Linked DNA regions of Mus musculus: all the other regions are linked to region 1. Evidence: chromatin contacts called from public HiCAR-type and promoter capture Hi-C data. All regions are on one chromosome and are shown on one strand. The core of a region is the stretch at or near the end of the contact, and the rest is flanking DNA. Distances in the headings are between cores, read along the strand shown.

The links. Promoter capture Hi-C pulls out the DNA fragments that hold promoters and counts their contacts. HiCAR-type assays count read pairs that join an accessible place to other places. Capture Hi-C pulls out chosen DNA fragments and counts their contacts.
Region 2: a promoter capture Hi-C map of the C10 cell line shows a contact between it and region 1, with 7 times the contacts expected there. The contact joins the promoter of Unkl here to the promoter of Zfp523 in region 1. A contact is called at or near these places in 2 of 39 promoter capture datasets (the C10 cell line and liver).
Region 3: a contact with region 1 is called in a HiCAR-type map of astrocytes, with 2.6 times the contacts expected there. The contact joins the promoter of Sox8 here to the promoter of Zfp523 in region 1. A contact is called at or near these places in 1 of 39 promoter capture datasets (pre-B cells) and 1 of 115 datasets of contacts at active chromatin or transcription factors (astrocytes).
Region 4: a contact with region 1 is called in a promoter capture Hi-C map of adipose tissue, with 3 times the contacts expected there. The contact joins the promoter of 1700022N22Rik here to the promoter of Zfp523 in region 1.

The regions. Positions count from the first base shown.
Region 1 is chr17:28,175,696-28,178,597 of GRCm38.p6, reverse strand. It overlaps Zfp523 (zinc finger protein 523), which reads right to left and starts at 1,402. Exons shown (of 14, transcript NM_001357995.1): 1 at 1,073-1,402.
Region 2 is chr17:25,186,932-25,189,833 of GRCm38.p6, reverse strand. Unkl (unkempt family like zinc finger) reads right to left here and starts at 1,434. Exons shown (of 15, transcript NM_001197024.1): 1 at 1,342-1,434; 2 at 159-368. The coding sequence starts at 1,418. BC003965 (cDNA sequence BC003965) reads right to left here. Exons shown (of 2, transcript NM_183150.2): 2 at 2,172-2,902. Gm52286 (a long non-coding RNA gene) reads left to right here and starts at 364. Exons shown (of 2, transcript XR_003952239.1): 1 at 364-718; 2 at 825-1,780.
Region 3 is chr17:25,569,148-25,572,049 of GRCm38.p6, reverse strand. Sox8 (SRY (sex determining region Y)-box 8) reads left to right here and starts at 1,364. Exons shown (of 3, transcript NM_011447.3): 1 at 1,364-1,940. The coding sequence starts at 1,528. It overlaps Cerox1 (cytoplasmic endogenous regulator of oxidative phosphorylation 1), which reads right to left and starts at 1,239. Exons shown (of 2, transcript NR_045176.1): 1 at 949-1,239.
Region 4 is chr17:25,984,286-25,987,187 of GRCm38.p6, reverse strand. 1700022N22Rik (RIKEN cDNA 1700022N22 gene) reads right to left here and starts at 1,358. Exons shown (of 2, transcript NR_166913.2): 1 at 1,152-1,358. Capn15 (calpain 15) reads left to right here and starts at 1,314. Exons shown (of 12, transcript NM_001347334.1): 1 at 1,314-1,717.

The DNA.
Region 1 (2,902 bases), core at 153-2,652:
TGCCAAAAGTTCCCCAGCTGAAGGGCCAAGCTCATGATGTCAACTCAGTGGGAAGCTCTGTGCTGCACGGCTTTACAAACTGATAGAGTCCAATTGAGGGGGCAGAGTGTAGACAATCACAGGAATGAAGAAATACTGTTCGGTAAAGCCAGTAGACCCAGGTTGGGAGTGGGGGTGGGAGGGTGAGGTTACAAGGACTACATTTCTGAGGCAGCGTAGAAAAAAGTTCGCTATTTTTGTCTTGACTAAGAATTGCAGAATTTTAATAGAAAGAAACATTGGGGAATCACCAAACTCAATCTCATCACAGTTCTGATCAGAAACTCAAGTCCACCGTAAGGAAAGGACCTCCACCAAGGTTTCCAAAGCTCAACATGATAGAATTTGAACTTGAACCACACACTCAATCTAGAATCCTTTCCTGCCTCAAATGATACTTCATTTCCATTTACTCTTGATCACCACAACGGTGGCATGGCAGTGGGCATAAGTTATGTATGTGCTGATTGACACTGGAGGCTGGGGGCGGGGGGGGGGGTTAAAGAGGGATGTCAGGAGGGTGAGATGATCATGGTGTTACGGGGCGAAGATCACGAGTTATGTGGATGAGTGGGTGGGAAACAGCCCGAGTCTGGTTTGCAGAAGCCAGGAGAGGACTAAGGGGTGCCCACAGAGGGTAGTCTAGGGGGTCACTAGGGACTACGGGCCTCTTGGAAGCCATGTAATGATTGTATCAGCACTGAGACTGGAGGGTCCAGAAGCAGGGCTGGGGTTAGCACTCAATGAATTGGGGGTCGCCTTGTGAGGTCTGGGGGTCAGGAGTGTGTGTATGGGGTCAAGGAGGAGGAGGAGGGCGGGGTTTGGGAGTCCTGGGGGAGGAGTCTCAGGGCGGGATGGAGGGGCAGGGACCCTGGGTGGGGGTGGGGCCAGGCCGCCGTCCAGGGAGGCCCAGCCGCCAGGCCAGGGACCGAGGAGGGTGGGCACGACGGGCTCCGGACCTTCCCGGGGCCCCGCGTTCGCCCAGCCTCCCGCCTCGGGGCACGGTGGACCCACTCTTCCCGCGGCCACCAACCTGACAGCCCCCGAGGGCGACTCCGCCGACAGACCACCATGCACCGGGCCCTGCCACCAGCGCCGGCCCCGCAACCCGCCTGCGCCATAGCCCGCCCGCGCGCGGCTTGCCTCGCGCGATATCCAGGTTCCAGGGCGGCCGCACTTCCCTCTCGCTCCCGGCGCGGCCTCCGCCGGGCCCCGGAACCCGGATGACCAGCGCGGGGCCACGCTCCAGCCCGCCCCCCTCCGCCGCGGCGGCCGGCCTGCTTATCCCGGTTCCCGGGCCCCGGAGCCCAGGCCGCCGAGTCTCCTCAGGCGAGCCTCGGAGCTCCGCCTCGCTCTTCTCTCCGCTGGCCGCCGGGTGACGCGGCCTCGCCAGCCCGGGCGCCCGGGGAGGGCGTGATGACGTCACGACGCCGGGTGGAAGCCGCGGTCGCCATAGCAACGGGGGAAAAAATCGAGCGGCGGTGGGCTGCTCGGGAGGAAGCCATTGCAGGTATCTCTAGGTGGTTCCTGCAGAGGACGGTGACCAGACGCCTGGAGGGGATGGGACTCCGAGGGACAGTCCTCCCAGCGCCCTGTGCAACGGCGCCCCAAGGGATGGCGTCCCGACAGTCATCTCTGCTGGATGGTCCTCCCCCTGGGACTTCACCCTAAGGGACGCTTCTCTCCCGCTCTGTCAGAAGGTGAACTGGGGCTCAGCACCCTGAGGGACTTAGGGACGGTCCTCCCTGTGGACAGTCTCCGTGAGAGATGGTCCTTCTGCATGGACTGCACCCCGAGGGACAATCCTTCCTGCACTTTGTGGGAAGATGCCCGAGGGGTGGGGGTGGGGGGACAGCATTATGAAGGATGGAGCCCTGACAGTCCTTCCTGCGGGACAATTCTCCCTGCAGTACTGGCTTTTCCCATATGCCCTGGGGAACGTGAGTGTTTATGAGGGATGGTGCACCCATCCTGTCCCCTGAGGAAGGGCCCTGACGTTCCCCTCTGCTCGACTCATCTTCCTGAGGGATGATTCTCTCTGAAGGAAGGTTCCCTGACAACACTTGCTTCCTTCTACTGCCTTCCCTGAGAAATGACACTCTGATGGTCGACCCCTGAGGGACAACGCCCCGAGAGTCTTCTCAGGTTCTTGGGCGTTCATTCATTCCTCCATCAGCTCCCCAAAACCAACAGGTCCCCTTGATAGGGTAGCAGTGTGAGGAACAAAACCAAGTGCCCCCTTTCTTCTCTGTTTTTCCATAGTTTTGTCCTTTTTTTGGACTCAAACTGTGGATCCCAAGGTGGCCTTGAACTTGTGATCCTCCTGCCTCATCTTTACACCTGACACCTAACTTTAAAAGTTCTTTTTATTATCTCTCTTCCAAGCAGGGAGGAATTGTGGTTCAGGATATTTTCAGAAATTGAGAGAAAATAAGCTTCCAATTAAAAATAAGAAGATGAAGGGGGAGGAGCCTTGGCACGGGCATGTTAACCCCGAGGTCCCAGTGTGGTACTGGAATTTCCACCTGGTGCCCTAGTATATACCCAGTTAGAGCCAGCTCTGCCATCCTAGCACGACACACATGGGATCTTTCCAGGGTTTTATAGCACGGATTATTGGTTAGAAATACAGCAAGAAAGCCAGACACGGTGGTGTACAACTGTAATCCCCTGCACTGGGGAGGTGAAACCAGGAGGGTCAAGAGTTCACCATCAGGGCTGGCAAGAGTTTGATCCTTGGAACCCATATGGTGGGAAAAGAGAACCTGTTTCCCCCAGTTGTCCTCTGAACTCCAAAGACACATGGTAGCATGCTTACACACACACACACACAGACAGTGCTTGCTTATATACACTCACAAAT
Region 2 (2,902 bases), core at 185-2,684, 3.0 Mb after region 1:
AGTCTGGTCTACATACAGTGTTTCAGGACAGCCAGGCCTTCATAAAGACACCCTGTCTCAAAAAAACAAAAAACCAGAAACCTCAAAAACCTGTTGATCAGAGAGTCAACACCAATCCTGAGGAAAGACCATGAGCCACCCACCGGAACCCCACTTACTCATCACCATCGGGACACAGGCCGGTGGCCTCATCGTACTTGGAGCAGTATATGTCCGGGCTGTAGTTGAAGGTGCCATCGCGTCGTCGGAGCGGTCTGCGACGACGCTGATTTAGGAAATGCCAATGGAAACAGGTGAACGGCCTGTGCTGGCTGCACTTATGCTGCAAAAACAGGGAGCACTGCTCTGTCCTAAACTCCTTTAGATACCTAAAAAGACAAACAGCGTTGCGGGCCGCAGCCACCGCCGGCTGGAGGCCCCTGGGATGCGGCGGGGCAGGGTCCCAGACGAGAAGCATCCCCCACCCCCGGCAATACACACACACACACACACACACACACACACACACACTGAGCGATCCTGACTGCCATGGCCCGGTACCCTCCTTTTTTAAAAGCACCCCGGGTGTCACTTCCCAACTCGGAGACCAGGTAACTCCAGTCAGGCAGACTCTCCGTTCCCTGACCCCAAATACCACTTCCCAGTCCCCAGATAAGAAGATTCCCGGACACGAGGCATAGACCTCCTCTTAGCAGGCCATCACCAACTCTGATCCCAGGTAACTCTACAGAAGTACACTCCATTCTCTGCCCCCTTCTAGTCCCTGACCCCTGGAGCCACCTCTCAATCCTCAGTCCCGGTCTCCCGCTCGACTACCTTCATAGGTTCCAGATGGACTGCAAGCGCCACCCGCCCACACCAGGCGCAACCCCTCTTCTGCGCCGCAGAAACGACCCCCGGGCTCACAACCAAGCGGCCACCGGACTCTAGGTGCGGCTCCGCCCCCAGCCCAGAGGTCACCCCAGACCCCGGAACCGCCTCTCAACCTCAGGCAGCGACTGCTCGAGTCCGGATGGCCGTGCGCCCACCTCCAGCCCAGGCGCGGCCCTGAGCTACGAACGCAGGCGCTGTTCCCCAGACTCCAGTCTGGCGCGCGGGGTCGCCGGAGACCAGGAGCAAGTCCAGCCCCCAAGCCAGGGGTCACCGAAAACCCTGGGCGCTGCCACTCCACCTTAGGCGGCGGCCCGCGCCTGGACGGCGTGACCCGCAAGAGCTGGCGGCGGGGGCGCGGGCGCGGGCGGGGCGCACCCACAGCGGCGACACCGGGGCCCGTGGCGCACGCGGGCCGCTGCTTTGCGCCGCAGCGCCCAGAAGGCCACGGACCGCAGCCCAGGCACTGACCTGTAGTGGGTTGGTTTCTCTGTCTGCGGGGGGGACCCGCTCAGCGCCGCCGCCGCCGCTTTCGAAACCGACGGCATTTTCAGTCAAAACAATGCAGCGCGCATGCGCCGCGCCGGCGCCCCCGGATCTCCCCCCCGCACCGAGCCCCCTGCGCCCCCCGCCGCGCCGGCCACACCCCCGGGCACGCCACGCCGGCCACGCCCCCACCGACCCCTCGCCCACGCGCGCTGTGCGGCGGGGGTGACACACAGGTTCTGCCGGCCCACCACGGCAGCAAGTTACAGGCGCAAGGCGGGACACGCCCGTTGGTGTAGAGTCCCCATGATGGCCTCTGCGTCCAGGGCTGCTGTTGGGCACAGGTTTCTTTGAACTGGAAAAAGTCTATAATTAGACTGTGACGATGGTCGCCCCTTTATTAAATTTGTGAATTTAAGGATAATCCGAGTGTGAATTCTGTTGAGCCACTTTTTTAAAAACACAGCGTAAGATGCTGCCAGATGAGCCCATCGGGTAAAGGATGTACAGGGTGGTCAGTAATCAGACTGATCTGGGGTCCGCAGAATGCTAACTGCACGTGGCGGGCAGGACTCGCAAGTGCTAGGATGAATTCGGGAGAACCCAGGGCTAGCATTCACTGGTGTGTAAAGTGACCACAGCTCCTCTGCTAACTGCGGGTGTGCTCTGAGGGATAAAGTCTGAGTAGCACAGCCACAAGTGTTCTGAAAGGAATGGGCAGAAAAGAGAGGGATGTTTTCAGAAAGGAGGATTACAGAAAACCTATCCCATTTCCAGAAACACGATCTAAAATATTAACAGAGAGACATACACGGTCCAGGTATGTATGCTATATTTTAAAGTACTAGTAAGGTAAAATTACCATTTGCTGGTAGGATTACTGACTTCTTCATATGACATTTTTGTAGACAAATTCTTTGAGTTGTTGACAACTTTGGAGAGTGAGTTGGTTTGGTTTGGGTGCTAGAGGTAGAACCCGGAGCCATGTGCGTGCCCGGACCCAGGTCCATGCCGGCTAAGCACTTATCCCTGAGCATTTCCCCTAGCCCACAGACCCTGAAGTTAACTTAGTTTAAAGGACTTATTTTAATGGTTGCACAAGCATGTGGATGGATAGTGAGCTGTAGGCAGTCCCAGCAAACAGAAACATTGTTTTTTCAAAGATCAAATAGAAGAATGAGCAAGCAGGGAAGGGCAGACAGGGGAACCTACAGAGGAATAAATGTGTCTCAGACTGCTGAGGGATAGGGAATGAAAACTAGGTCAACCCCCAAGTCCAGCCTGGAGAAACACACAAGACAACCTAAGGAATCTGAGAGAGAGAGAGGGAGAGAAAGAGAGAGAGAGGGAGAGAGAGAGAGAGAGAGAGAGAGAAGCTGGCTCTGTAAGGTGTGACAGAGAGCAAATAGCAGTGATGGTGGAACTCAGCGACCTTGACTGTGGACATGGGCAAAGGTCTCTCATCAAAAGATGTGTTTTATTCCTCTGCAGACATCACCTGTGACACCCACATAAGGGCCAGACGTGTCCTTTTATTGAAGCTGGT
Region 3 (2,902 bases), core at 115-2,614, 2.6 Mb after region 1:
ATATGGAGAGAGTTCAGCAGGCAATGGCAGCTAGCTCTCCATCGACACAACACACACACACACACACACACACACACACACACACAGTGAGAGAGAGAGAGAGAGACAGACAGAGAGGGAAGAGGGAGGGAGACAGAGAGGAGAGAGAGAGAGAGAGAGAGAGAGAGAGAGAGAGAGAGAGAGAGAGAGAACTAGAATAGAATAAGGTCACCATTAAGGTAGTTTCTCTTCCTTAGCCGTCCCCTCAGCAGGAAGCAGGGACTTGGACCTTCTCCCTCTGTCCAGAGCTGTAGATGCCCTAAGGCCACACTGCACAGGACTGGCCTTTTCCAGGTCTGCAGGGAAAGTCTGATTGGAGGCTGGGATCCCAGACCTGAAGGTTAGGGCACCACTCACGGCTTGGGTGGAGATGGAGATTATTAGAGACCACAGTTCTTCCCTGCAGCCGCCTCCACGGGCTTGGGAAACAGGTGGCTTCCTTTAGGGTTACCGAGCTCTCGAGAGCCACAGCTCTATGCCACCCAGACAAGCTTAGGGTGGCAGGTACATCGCCTCCTTTGAGTTTGGCGAGAGACTCCTAGCTGCACTTGGAGACCTCCGGGCTGGGAGGCAAGTCGCGGGGGCGACCTCGGGCGCGGTTCGGAGTCAGGCTTGGCTCTCGCCTCGGGAGAAACGTCCCCTCTCCGACCCTGAGCACTCTCCGCCTTCTCTCTAGGCGCTGAGGAGAAGCGGCCCAGCGTGGTTTCCGCCTCCGCCAGACCACCCAGGCCCGCCCGCCAGGGCCTCCGCGCCCCCACCACAGGTCATACCCGGAAGGACCCGAGCCCCCGCGTCCGGCCCCTCCATCCGCCTGACCGCCCTCAGGGACTCAGCAGTCACTGCCAGAGCAGCCCCGCCCAGCGCCCCCGCCCTCCCACCTCTGTCTAGCCCCGGGGTCCTCCAGCTCACCTAGGTGCGGGAGTTACCAGGGTCACCTGGTGGCTCTTGTCATTGCGCCACCCTGCGGGCAGAACCCGGGTTTGGTTGCAATAGCGGATTCGAGCCCCACATTGGAGGGAGGGATGTTGGACTCAGGAACCTTGTGGATTAGCATCCTTGCCTGCCGCCCGAAAGTCAAGCCGTGCTGCTGAGATCCATGCACTGGGCAGTCAGTCACCCTTAGCCCTCTGACCCCGCCTCAGCCGAGGGATCAGGCTGCGGGGCGCCTGGCCCACGTGGTACGGAGGGTGGAGCGGGGTCGCAAGGCTTCTTTGGATTCGGGGCGGGGCATACAAGCTCCGCCTGGGGAGGACCTGCCAACCCGGACCGGGAGGGGCGGGGTTTCGACCACGGCTTAAAGAAACTTGTTGCGGGTCCCAGAACTGAGACTGAGCTACTGCGGCGGAGGAGCTGCTGCTGGGCCCCTGCGGTGAGGACAAAGATTGGGTCCTGCGTGGCAACCTTGGATTCTAGAGTGTCCTTCCACAGAGTGACCGGGCGCGACCCCTGCGTCCATCCCCACTGAGTGCCCCTCCGCGCGTGGCCCCGATGCTGGACATGAGTGAGGCCCGCGCCCAGCCTCCCTGCAGCCCGTCTGGCACCGCTAGCTCCATGTCACACGTGGAGGATTCGGACTCCGACGCGCCACCGTCGCCCGCGGGATCAGAGGGCCTGGGCCGCGCGGGGGGCGGCGGCCGAGGGGATACTGCTGAGGCAGCAGACGAACGCTTCCCAGCCTGCATCCGTGATGCCGTGTCGCAGGTGCTTAAGGGTTATGACTGGAGTCTGGTGCCTATGCCTGTGCGCGGCGGCGGTGGCGGCACGCTCAAGGCCAAGCCACACGTGAAGCGGCCCATGAATGCCTTCATGGTGTGGGCACAGGCGGCGCGCCGCAAGCTGGCGGACCAGTACCCGCATCTCCATAACGCAGAGCTCAGCAAGACCCTAGGCAAGCTGTGGCGGTGAGTGTGGGGACTCTTGACACTCAGGCTGAGGAAAGGAGTGACTTCGTGCCCCAGCTTGGGCTGTGCTCCTGGGCTGGTTCCAGGGTGGGTCTGGTCAACAGAGACACCAGGTGTGGGACTTTGGAGATGGACGGAGGCCAGTGCCTGGAGTGTGACCCTCCAGTCCTTTCTCCTCTCCTGGGATATCCTGCTGAGAACTGCAGAACTGGGGATCCTAGCATCGAGTGGCCACCACGGCCTGTAGGCATATTGGGTAGGCATCAAGCTGCTTTGTCCTGGGCAGAAGCTGGGACTCCGGGGTCCATGAGGAGTCCAAGTCCTCTGGCAGGTACTGCTCCCAGGCCACAGGAACCTGGAATTGGGGAAGGAAAGAGCAGGTGAAAGTGACAGGCTCAATGAGCACTTTGGCCTGAGAAAGGCAGGCATTATTGAAGACAGCTGCACAGTCCCACCTCCCAAGCTGCCTCTATTCGAGTTTGAAACAGTGTGTAGTAGTGATACTGGGCTGAGCAGGACAGCCAGGTTGTCTTGCCCTCTCAGCTTGGCCGGCAAGTTGAGGTTCAAGGTCGAGAGATTCTCAGGGTGTGTGTGTGTGTGCTCTGAGGACAATCTCCCGGAGTTTCTCCATCACTCCTGGCAACTTGGGATGGCTGGTTTCCAGAAAGCCTTCCTTGCCTTTGTCGAAGTATAGTTTTCACTGGGTCCTGTTGTCTTTCTTGAGAGAGATTGGTGGTGGTGGTGGTAGCGGCGGCGGTGGTAGCAGTGGTGGGTGACTGGATGAGCAAATAGTGCTGGAAAGGGGGACTTCGGGAAAGATGGAGAATTGGGGTCTTGGTCCTTAGACCACACTGTTGGGCTCTGCCCCACTGGTGTCGGAGTTCTCAGCAGGAGGGCAGGTTACCCCTTGGAGGGTATCCTGAGCTCTCCAGCACCCTATCCTGTGCTCCAACTGTCTGACT
Region 4 (2,902 bases), core at 109-2,608, 2.2 Mb after region 1:
GGGTGTCCTGTGGTCTGTGCACTCAACAGGGTGTCTGTCTTCTGGCCCATACTACACTAGCATAGATCAGGGCTCAGCCAACCTGGGATGATCCAGCTTTACCTGCTGTGTGATCATCTTACTTAGTGCAGTGATACATCATTGCACTAGTGATGACCCGTAGTGACCAGAGATACTGTCCTGGATCCAGCTTGGCCATTCTCCTGATCATGGGTATCACCTACTGATGAATGAGCAGTGACTTCACCACTGTCAGGGGGCTCAGGAAGACAGCCTCTGCTCCTCTCCTCTTGCCAAAATTTGGTGTCTTCCCCATTCAGGCATAGGTGTCCCCACAGCATCCTGAATTCAATGGCCAGTCTTTAGCTTTCTAGCTTCTGGAGCATGAATGATTTCCCAGAAACATTATCTGTAGTCTCTACTGAGCCAGACTCAGGTTTTCTGGGTCCGGGGGCAAATAGTACCCAATCTCTCACACAACATTCAGAGTGCCGGGTGTCCTTTTGCTATGTGCTATGTTTTTTTTTGTTTTTTGTTTTTGGTTTTTGGTTTTTGGTTGGTTTTTGGTTTGGTTTGTTTTGTTTTTTGAGACAGGGTTTCTCTGTATAGCCCTGGCTGTCCTGGAACTCACTTTGTAGACCAGACTGGCTTCGAACTCAGAAATCTGCCTGCCTCTGCCTCCCGAGTGCTGGGATTAAAGGCGTGGGCCACAACGCCCGGCTAGCAGCCTGATTCTTAGTTAGCTTTCAGTTGCAGAGGACAAGTGGCTGGAATTAAGTTAATTCGGGGGAGCCAAAGGGCTCTAATGGGAAATAGCTTGGGGGCTCTTGTGAACATAACTCAAAGGACTGCCTCAGATGCCAGTGTTTCTCTAGAAAAAGTGACGTGCCTATCTAGCACTCGAGTAAACACAGACCTCAGATGGAGTAACCTCGGAAGGAGCAGTGCCAGCACGGTTGCTGCTTCAGACCGTTGGGAAAGAAACCAGAAGTCGCTGGAAGAGGTAGAAAGCAGCCAAGGCAGCTAGGTTGGACTGTACCACCTACTGCCCCAACGCAGCAGACAACCGGTTCAGACCTTGTACAAAATCACGACCCAGACTCCCGACATCTCCCCTGGCGCAGTAACACTCGAACCCCGTGGACGCCTACCGGAGCCCAAAGCCCATCTTAAGGGGATCCTGGGAGCTGTAGTCCGTTCTCTTCCCGGATCCAGCGCGCCACATCAAACTAGCTTGGGAGTACCAACTGCATCCGTGAACTGAGCGTCTCCGGTCACGTTGGGAGGGCGAAATCTCAGGGAAAGAGTAGAGGGTAGGACCATTCATGGACTACAATTCCCGGCGTGCCTTGAGCCGCGTCGCTCTGCCCTGTGGGAGCCGTAGTCCCGGCTCCGGGTTCCCAGTGCCGCGTGCGCCCCTGACGCGCTGTAGCCTCGGGCCCCGGCTGGGCGCCACGCTACGGAAGCAGCGTAAGGCGTAGCGGGTAGGCCGGGCGGGACGGCGGGCGCTAGCTACGGAGGCGTTTGTAAGGTTGCCGGGCCGAGACGGATCTTCGCGGCCAAAACGCGCTAAGCCGGCGGAGCATCGCGGCTGGCGCGAAGGGGCCCTTGGTGCCCTCCGGTCGAAGTTGTGGGTCAACCGACTGAGGGCCGGCACTAGGGCCGCGCCCGCCTAGACCGATCGCGAGCGCTGAGGAGGCGCCGCCGGCTCGCTAAGGTGAGTTCCACGGTAGGCGGCCGGCCAGACGGCCTAGGACTCGTAGAGCTCGGCCTCAGGGCATCAGCCGGGATGCTCCATGTTTGTCCTGGGAGCAGTAGCCTGGCTTGTGGTGAGCGGGAAGGGGAGGGGGAAGCGCGCCGGAGGTGTGGGTCACTCGAGGCCAGCCTAGGAACCTCAGACGCAGGCGACCCTCGGTGCCTGCCTGTCCTTGAGTGCCCTCTTGTCCGGGGCTAAGCGTTGGCCCACTGTACGAAGGTATAGGTCGTGGGGGCACTGTCTGCAGAAACCTGCAGCTGCCTGGGGCGGCAGCAAGAGTAAAGCGTCCTGTGTGCCCCCTCATCCCACACTTCTGTTTTTGCGGGCCTGTCAGCAGGCCGAGAAAGTTACAGAGCAGCCCCTTGACAGCTGCGGGATTTTCTTTTTGTTTTCTGAAAAAGGGGCCCTTCCACGTCTGATTTGGGAACCCTGTTGTGTGGCCAGATGGTCCTTGCTAGGCTGGCTCTTAGGGTCCCTGAGTACAGATACTGAAACAGGACCGCGAAACACCTAGCCTCGAAAACAGGATAGATACCTCCTGAGTTTCAGGAGAACCTGAGAGCCTACCTGAGTGTTTGCTGCTGACCCTGCAGTTCAGCAATAAATCAGGAAGAACTGCTACTCAGTAAGAAACTGTGAGATTACCCCTCCAGTGGCAATTTCCCCTTTCCCAGTCTGGAGAACTGCAAGTCACAGATGTGGAGCTTGCCTCTTGAGTTTCTCCCTGCTTCCAGAGTCTAGCTGTCAGGGATGCGCTCAGGACCACAGTTCTGCAGTCTAGGGCAATTGTGTCTTGCTGAACAGTAGCTTGCCTCCATGGGGTAGTAGATTCTGTTTCCTTTGAGGTCCTTCTGCTCCACAGAGATGCACCCATTTCTTTTCTAACATCTAAGAATGTCTAGAGCTGTCTGACTGGTAGACAGGTCATTGACCTCCATGGAGGAAGACTTGAACCCTGCTGGATCCAAGGCTCAGAAACTGTACAACTTAACTGCAATGGAGTTATCAAAATCTCTGCTGGCCATAGTGTCTGAGAGTGGCCCTAACTCCATATCTATGTAGAAGCCTAGGTTAGTCCTCTGTGGGTAAAGGGTTCCATTGTGGCCCATCCTTGGATCCAGGCTTTGTCTACTCCCAAGCTTTCCT